Linked DNA regions of Xenopus tropicalis: region 2 is linked to region 1. A link is a contact called in public Hi-C data. All regions are on one chromosome and are shown on one strand. Each heading gives the region's core, a stretch centred on a gene start, on an enhancer-like site or on the middle of the called end of the contact. The rest is flanking DNA. Distances are from core to core; before and after follow the strand shown.

Evidence for each region. Hi-C and Micro-C count contacts between places; a contact is called where the count stands out from the background.
Region 2: a contact with region 1 is called in a Hi-C map of neurula embryo, with 2.9 times the contacts expected there. The contact joins the promoter of kif26b here to the promoter of smyd3 in region 1. A contact is called at or near these places in 5 of 5 Hi-C or Micro-C datasets (brain, gastrula embryo, liver and 2 more).

Annotation. Positions count from the first base shown.
Region 1 is chr5:51,484,748-51,489,144 of UCB_Xtro_10.0, forward strand. It overlaps smyd3 (histone-lysine N-methyltransferase SMYD3), which reads left to right and starts at 2,123. Exons shown (of 13, transcript XM_031902501.1): 1 at 2,123-2,312; 2 at 4,232-4,397. The coding sequence starts at 2,271.
Region 2 is chr5:51,973,770-51,978,166 of UCB_Xtro_10.0, forward strand. It overlaps kif26b (kinesin-like protein KIF26B), which reads right to left and starts at 2,121. Exons shown (of 15, transcript XM_002931509.5): 1 at 1,095-2,121. The coding sequence starts at 1,157.

The DNA of each region.
Region 1 (4,397 bases), core at 873-3,372:
AGAGTTACCACAAGATCATGCAAGAATATTTATTACCTTATATAATCTTATTGGGTAAGGTTCTATAAGGAGTAACGCCTTTTAGATAAGGCAACCCCAATCTTTAAACATAAGGTAGAGGTACACTGCTGTATCCTGCTTCCTAGTAAGGAAAAAGAAGAAAAAAAAAAAAACCTGCCACTTTTCCGTAGAGTATACAGGGTCCCAGCCATCCTGCAACACCTTCCCTGCATGCGAACTGCAGTCAGGCACTTCCTCGTCTTAGGGGCACATTTACTTACTCACGAACGGGCCGAATGTGTCCGATTGCGTTTTTTTCGTAATGATCGGTATTTGGCGATTTTTCGGAAAATTGTCGCGACTTTTTCGTTGCCATTCCGAATGTTGCGCAAAATCTGGCGATTTTTTTGTAGCATTACTACTTGCGCGAAAAGTCGCGACTTTTTCGTAGCCTTCGCGCCGAGTACGAAAGATTCGGATTCATTCAAGCTTCAGTATGGTGACTTTTCTTGGGCCAGGTTGGAGCTGCAGGGTGCCATTGAGTCTTATGGGAGGCTTCCAAAATCATGCAAAGTCTGAAAGTTTCGCCTGCCGCTGACGAGTGCTCAATACGAAAAAGTCGCGACAAGATAGCGCATCGTAATGGCTACGAAAAACTCGCGTTTTTTTGCGCAAATCGTATTGGTAATGAAAAAGTAACGAAAAGTTGTAAAGGCGCCGAAAAAAATCGCAAAAAATACGAAAAAGTCGCAAAATGTTTGTTTTCCAATCGGAATTTTTCGGATTCGTGGGTTAGTAAATGTGCCCCTTAGTTTTGAAATGCCCCACTGCTGTGACGTCACTTCCAGTAGTGACATAGCAATTGCAAGTTGCTTGCCAGTGGCATCTTCCACTTTGGTGGTTCTGTTCGGTTTTCCTACATTCTTTTATTTGCTACCGGTCTTCCTCATTTTATTCCTGGTGCTCAGAGGAATCGGTCTATTCGATTCTGCGGTATTCTTTATTTGCATCTCCTTCACCTCCTGGTTAGAAGAGATCGCTTGATTCAGTGCTGCAGCAATCCTTTGCTCATCGCATCTCCTTCACTTTGTGGTCCCTCGCTGATTTGAGGTCTGTTATTTGGGGTACCACTTGTGTGGTACTGTGATGGGTATTTATTTTATTTGAGCAGTGCATACAGCGTGGCCACAAGTCTGGGGTCTACTATTACTTTCAGCACATTCAGCATACAGATCTGGGGTCTACTATTACTACATACCTCCCAACAAAATTAAAAAGAGGATAATGTACGTGAACCCTGGATAGAGGCTCAGCCTGAGTCAAACCCTACTATATAATCCCAAACACAGGAATCAAATAGGCTCCCTAACAGCTGCAAAGCCTTGTCCAAGCCTGCCCATATTGCATCGATTGGTAATCTATTTAACTCTCTCAATGTCATGTACTATCTCTGTGGTCATAACACTATATAACTCAATGTATTGTTAACAAAATAAAAACCTTTAAAAATAAATAAATTTAAAAGCGGGACAAAAGAATATGCCGCACTGAGAGTGTCAAAATGTTTTGACCACACCCATATTACAACCCCCCCCTTTTCCATGGTTGGAATGGCAGCATCACATGTACCAAGTGCACTAGTGTTTTAAGCACTTTCTAGCCAAAAAGTGTTTGTTAGGTACACAAAAGACTTAGAGAAAAGGGCCACAGTCATATTTTTGTTATACTTTGTATAACAGCTGCTAAATATATTGGCACTATATAAACAGATTATACATCATTTCCCACAGTATATACCTTATATACCTTTCTTCCCAAGGTCTTTGCTTTTATTTCCTTTCCTTACCCCTTTGTTTTCTCTTCTTCCAGTATTTTTGTTATGTGATTTTCCTTCATTTACAAGATATGCTTTTCACTTGCATTTTTCTTTTGCTTTAACTATATTTTATGGCTCAGCCAGATCCCCACCATGTGTATGTAAATACACCAAATTGTAAGTGGGGGATAATATATAAGGCAGAGTTTGAAGAGTAAAGGGTTAAAGTGCACACAAAGTAGATAATGAAAGACTGCTTATCTCTAGCAGTACATCCCTTCATTCCTGCAGGGACTACAGCACACAGCAAAGCTCAGCCCAGCACTGGCCACACTTCCCCGTTCCAGACCAGCTGCTGCAGAAATCCAGCCCCCTTTTTCCCTAGCCATGTGAGCAAGCACAGCCAATGGGGAAATCCAGCCCCTTTCCCTAGCCATGTGAGCAAGCACAGCCAATGAGAATCTTCGAAACGCGGAGAAGCATCTGTATTTTACTTGTAAGTAACTGTAGGAATTCGGCAGTGCTGAAGAAGTCTAATCCTATCAGTACACAGAGCAGGGGGCTGCAGGTCTGGGGTCTGCTGCTACTGTTATTGCAATTACAATCAGTACATTCTGCGGGAGCCACATGTGTGGGGTTTGCTATTACTATTAGTACATATTGGGGAGCCACGGGTTTGGGGTCTGTTATTATTGCACAGAGCCGGGGTCACAGGTTGGGGGTCTGCTAATCCTATCAGTAAATAGAGTGGCGGGGCCACAGGTCTGGGATCTGCTGTTACTATTAGCACATTCAGTGGGGGCCAGGGGTTTGGGGTCTGCTGTTACTATTATTGCATAGAGCCAGAGTCACAGGTTGGGTGTCTGCTAATCCTATCAGTAAATAGAGTGGCGGGGCCACAGGTCTGGGATCTGCTGTTACTAATATTGCATAGAGCGGAGGGTGGGGTCACAGGTCTGGGGTCTATTACTATTATTACATACATTGGGGGCCACAGGTCTGGGGTCTGCTAATCCAACATAGAGCAGGGGGTCACAGGTCTGGGGTCTGCTATTACAGGCCGCACATTTAGCATACATTGGGGGAGCAACAGATCTGGGGTCTACTATTACTATTATTGCATAGAGCGGGGGGCCACGGGACTCGGGTTCTGCTGTTACTGTTAGCGCATTCAGTGGTGGTCCTCAGGTCTGGGGTTTGCTGTTACTATTATTACATACGTTAGGGGGCCACAGGCTGTTGGTCAACAGTTACTATGATTGCATAGAGCGTGGGGGTGTCTCAGGTCTGGGCTCTTCAAATCCTATCAGTATATAAAGCGGGGGGGCAACAGGTCTGGGGTCTAATAATCACAATAGTACATAGAGTGGGGGCCACAGGTCTACTATTAGCTCATTCAGTGCCACAGTTCTGGGATCGACTATTACTATTATTGCATAGAGCGGAGGGCCACAGGTCTGGGGTCTGCTATCATAATCAGTACATTACAATTATGCATTAGGGAGGGGGGCACAGGGGTCTGGGGTCTACTATTATTACATAGAGCACAGGTCTGGGGTCTGCTGTTACTATAATTGCATAAAGCGGGGGGGAGGTCACAGATCTGGGGTCTGCTATTACTATTATTACAAACTTTAGAGGTCCACAGGCCTGGGGTCAACTATTTAGTGAGGAGGTCACAGGTCTGGGGCCTGCTCTTATTATTATTACTACATACATTGGGGGGCCACAGGTATGAGGTCTGCTATAACTATTAGCACATTCAGTGGGGAGCTACAGGTCTGGGGTCTGTTATTACTATTGCATACGTTGTGGGGCCATACGTCTAGGATCTGCTAATCCAATCAGTACATAGAGCAGGAGGGCCACAGGTCTGAGGTTTGCTATTACTTTCAACACATTCAGCATACACTGCAGGGGACGACAAATATGGGGTCTACTATTACTATGAGTGGGTCTGGGGTCGACTATTATTGCATAGAGTGGGGGGTGGGGACATAGGTCTTGGCTCTGCTATTCCTTTCAGTACATAGAGAGGGGGTCTGGTCTGGGGTCTGCTATTACTATTAGCACATGCAGTGGGGAGCCACAGGTCTGGGGTCTGTTGTTATTATTATTGCATAGAGCGGTGGGGGCTCTGCTATTACTATCAGCACATTCAGTATACATTGATCTGGGGTCTACTATTATTGCATAGAGACTACAGGCTACAGCAATATTTCAGAGCGCAGAGATTGGGGAAAGGTGAGCAAAAGAGGTCTTACAGCATTTACAGAAGAGGTTTCTTGCTCTGCTGGAAAGAACTAAAGTTTTTGTCTGAACTCAGGGACACTGCGCAGGCTAGTGTACACCTCTCAATTTGCCACGCTTTCCATGCAGCTAATGACACACAAGTGCTGTTTATCTCATTTGCAGTGTGCAATAGTTGACAACATGATGTCGGGAATTCTGGAGAAGTTCCAAAGCCCAGGGAAGGGTAATGGAGTTCGGGCACTTAAGGATATGAGCCATGGATTAACGGTGATGATTGCTGAGCCCTACGTATATACTGTGTGCCGGATAAAGACTGCGTGCGATCACT
Region 2 (4,397 bases), core at 871-3,370, 490 kb after region 1:
AGAAGACTGGGTATGAACTGATCTCTAGCAAATGTGCCTGTGTGGCAGCAAATGAGTGTTAGAAAATAGCAAGGATACCCAAACATTTTCTACCAGATCAGCTAGCAGAGCAGCACTGTGCAAAATCTCTCAGGAGCGTATATATTTCTTCATTCACTCTCAACATTATATTTGCTTCCCTTTTATGAGGCACAAATAGAATGGTAATCTTAGTAAACCTTAACAAAACACCCTTAGAAAAAACAAATACAAAGTTCATGGAAATATTTGCATATTTTTTATTTATGATTGTTATTACTTCATTACATTATGGCAAGACAGGTAAGAAAACTAGATGATTCAGATGTTTGTTCCACACACTATGTCTACCAGATATACTTGTGTATTTGTGATCTATGTCTTTGTGATATGGTTTACATGTGACTGTGTAGGACCTGTGGTTGAGCTGTGTAATATAAAGGCTCACCACTGCATACATAGTGAACCATACTTCTGTACAGATCCCCATAGTGTGCTGTGGCACAATGCTTGTACTGGCTCATGCGACATGGCCAAACTGCAGGAGGAGTGCAAGAATGACAGTAGGTATGGTGAATGCCTGATATCTCTATAATGGCACTGTATGTGTGCCAGAAGCTGAGGGATACTGCCGCCTCTGGGGGAGACTTATGCTACTGTTGTATTTTGGACTGATACCTTCCCTTGTCAGTGTCTCCATGTGCGTAGGAATATGTCAACGTACAGTATATGCATTATACACATTGTGTGCATGTTAGCCAGTAAAACAGAATCACCATGAAAGAATTCCATGTACTACATTATATACATGCCTTTGCTTTGCATGTTTTAATTGCAAGTGTATTCCCTATAATTCTGCTTTCCTACCCCTACAATGGTGAGAGACTGAAATGTCTGTTGAATGGAAACACTGCATGCACCACTGGAATGCATAGGTAGAAATAATAGGATAATAATGAGTGGGTAGTTGTGCTGTGTACTGAAGGAGATACGACATGGCCAGGAAGATATCGCTTATGGAAAATGTGCTTCTGTATTTAGACATATACATGTTGGTTAATGAATTGGCGGCTTACCCCATATTTCCTGCTTCTAGAGGTAACTGCCATCCTGTCTTTATTCCCAGTCACTGAGCTCATGGTGAGAGGTGCTGAAGGCAACTTGTAGGTGGGTTACTTTGTATCCAAGATTGGACTAGGAGTGTGTAGGAATGCCAAGTGGCGGCTTTGTGCTTCCAGACCAACCCAGTTCCCCCTGTGAAGACCTAGCAATGAGCCCAGTTGGCAGAAACCTTTCCTCAAATCATTTTCACCTTCTCCTTATTTCCCTGCTGCTGCTGGTACTGCACGCTTTGGGCTTCACATCCACTGGGGTAACATATTTCACTTCAAGCAATATCCTCCAGGGTTCAGAGGGTAATAGAAAGGCTCATTAAAACAACAGTACATCCAAGGTAGTCTGAAATGGAAAATCCTAAAGCTCCCCTATTTCAATGAAAAACCAGTCGGTCTTCTTGTCCGCATAATGTGTAGAGTTAAAGGCAATCCATGGCTCTGGCTGCAGCCTCTCTGCCTCAGAAGCAGCATGGAAATGCTTGAGAGGATCCTGTGGGTGGGAGGAGCCTGGTCTGGCTGCTAAAGCTTTTGCTTTTCCTCCTCAGGTCTGGTATGAATCGGCTGCTTCCTATTAAAATGCACCTAGAGCTCGCACAGAATAATATCCTTGTTGCTTGTCCGTTCCTACCCCTTCTTAGCAGGGAACGAATTGCTAGAAAGGGTTAAGAGGCAGCAGCAGCCTCCTCCAGCCCTCATGCTGCCTGTTGTATAGAGGTAGGCTGGGAGCTGTGTTTATTTGCTCTAGTACCGCACACACCTTGCCCGACACTCACTGGCAGCACGTTGTTTTCTGTAACAAGATCCAGACTGCAGCCCTCACACTTCATGCCTTCCTGTGCCCCGCAGTGAATGTCTAATCCCCTGACTGCTTCTTGTCTCAAGCAGGGACTGTCTGTTTCTCTCAAGCGAGAAATGCTCGGCCAGCGTCAGACTCCGACTCCGCCGCAGCAGCAGCGCTGAGATCACTTCTGTTGGGCTCCTCTCTGGTGGCTGTGCCACACGTAGTGCCACAGTGGCTGCTTCTTATTCCCAAAGCGAAACGTTGCCATTCGGTAATTTACCTGCATATCCATGCAAAAAAAATGCAACGAAAGGGGATGTTCACCGTTAAATTCACTTTTGTAGATGGAACTGATTGGTGTTTTTTATGGCTTGCAAATTATTAACCTTCTTATTCTGCTTCCTGACCTACAACTTGGAACTACTATCTAAATATGGCCACTTACCCCTAAAACGCCAAATAATAGCATGAATATAAGGGTTTCATTTTATTATTATTTGTATTGCTTATATTTCTTTTCAGGCCACCCCCATTGATGTTTTCCATTTAATGTGGTTTCAAATGACTAAATGCTAGGTCTCAAGGAATTTGTATTTCCTACAGGGTTCCATCTTTATTTGACATGAACCCTTTCTAATGTGGCACCCAAACATGGTATCAGTAACATAAGGAGTGTCATTCAGGCTTCAGGGAACAATTTGCACCCAGCAGTGTGGCTAATGTGGTTATGGCCCCCTGGAAGGCCCCTATTGGGGGGGTGTCATGGTGCCCACATGGTATTTACACCACTGCTTGGTATTTCAGCTAAGTGCATTGTATAGAAGAAGTACATAATAAGACATGGATACTAAACATAATAAATGTCATACTGATCTGTCAAAAATTCATCCCTTGCATCTTTATTTTATGAATATATATGGGTGCACAGGAGTGAATTTCAGCTGTACAGCAGGTGTTTCTAAAAGGAGAGGGGGTGACTGTCTTGTACTGTACATGTAAAAGGGCCCAGCAGAACAGCAGGAGATAGAAAAATGGTGCAAAAGGATGATTAGCAGAGCTCACATGTTTTTCCACCAGCAGAGCAAAAGGCAGTGGAGAAAATGCCAATGCCAGGCTGAAATGCAAGTGTAGGCTGCCATTCTCTTTAATGCCGCATGTCAACACCCAGAAGGGGGTGGATTACAGCCAAAAATTCAAACTAAAACATTTTCTGAGTAAAATCAATGCCATGTGAGAAGTGACAGCCATTGTGTAGCATTAGCAAAAACACACTGGAAAAATAGCATATTGGAAGGGTCTGCTGCTGTGGAATAGTAGAAGGTTTGCCACCTGGCCTCTATTTTCCTGTCCTGGCCAGTAAAAATAATATATGTTCCCTGTATGTTTCCAATGTTATAAACAGGAAGGAAAGACAACAGAGATTGTTCTTCACCAAACAGGTGGCAACCCTAGAGTTAAGGTAAAGAGCAGCATGGTGACAGCAGCACAACAGGGACAAATACAATAACAGTTTGTATTGATCCCCAATCTATGGGCCATCATCAGTTGCTGCTGTACAACTCCCAGATACTCTGGGCTCCGACCCCACCATTACTAAACACAGCTCTGGAGCTATGAATTGTTCAGCCTGCAAACAGCCCATTGTTCCATTAACTATTACATGGCACATTTATATGAGACAATAAGCACAAGGAGCACACAAGTCTGCACACATATACATCTTACTTTTCATTTTCTAGACTAATTTTTTTTACACCTGACTGTTGGGGTATGTTGCATTTATGCCGTTGCCTGCACAACAAAGCTACACTTTAAATACCTTGTTGCTATAGATGTGTTTATCTCCGTGTGCTGTTACACAATTCAGACTGCCGTGTTGTGGAATTTTATTACATGCCCAACAATACTCAAGAAGCATGTTTAGTTACTGAAACAAAGGTTTTGTTACGCAATAACAATTTCACATAGTGATGAACGTCTTAGAGTAGCAGGCAGGCTTTTATGGCTTAAAGGGGAAATAAAATTAGGGAACAAATACATTGTAATACTGAATATCACATGTCTGGAAGTGAGAAGGTAGACTTTAGCACAAATAGGTTATTTATGCTTGTAAATTCACTCCCTGTTTTTGATTAGTGAGCAACATGACTGAACAATACTTTAATTGTAAATGTGGCAGTACACAGAAGGTTCTAGTCAGCAGGTTTAACAACCAAACTAATAGCTTTTCTAGCTGATTTGGCCACCAATATAGTGGGCCAAATAAAAGTGATGCAGTCATTTTCTTCCATAAGCCAACAAATGGATCTTGAGGTGCATATTAGTGCTGAACCACAGATCGCACAGAGAGGCTGATTCAGACCTCATATGAACAGATTGAACAGACCAGCCAGACCCTTTCATCACAAAACATTAATTGTCAGCATGAGATGTGCAGTTTTTGGACACAGATCAAGTTTTTTACCCTCAATGCAGGCTGCTTT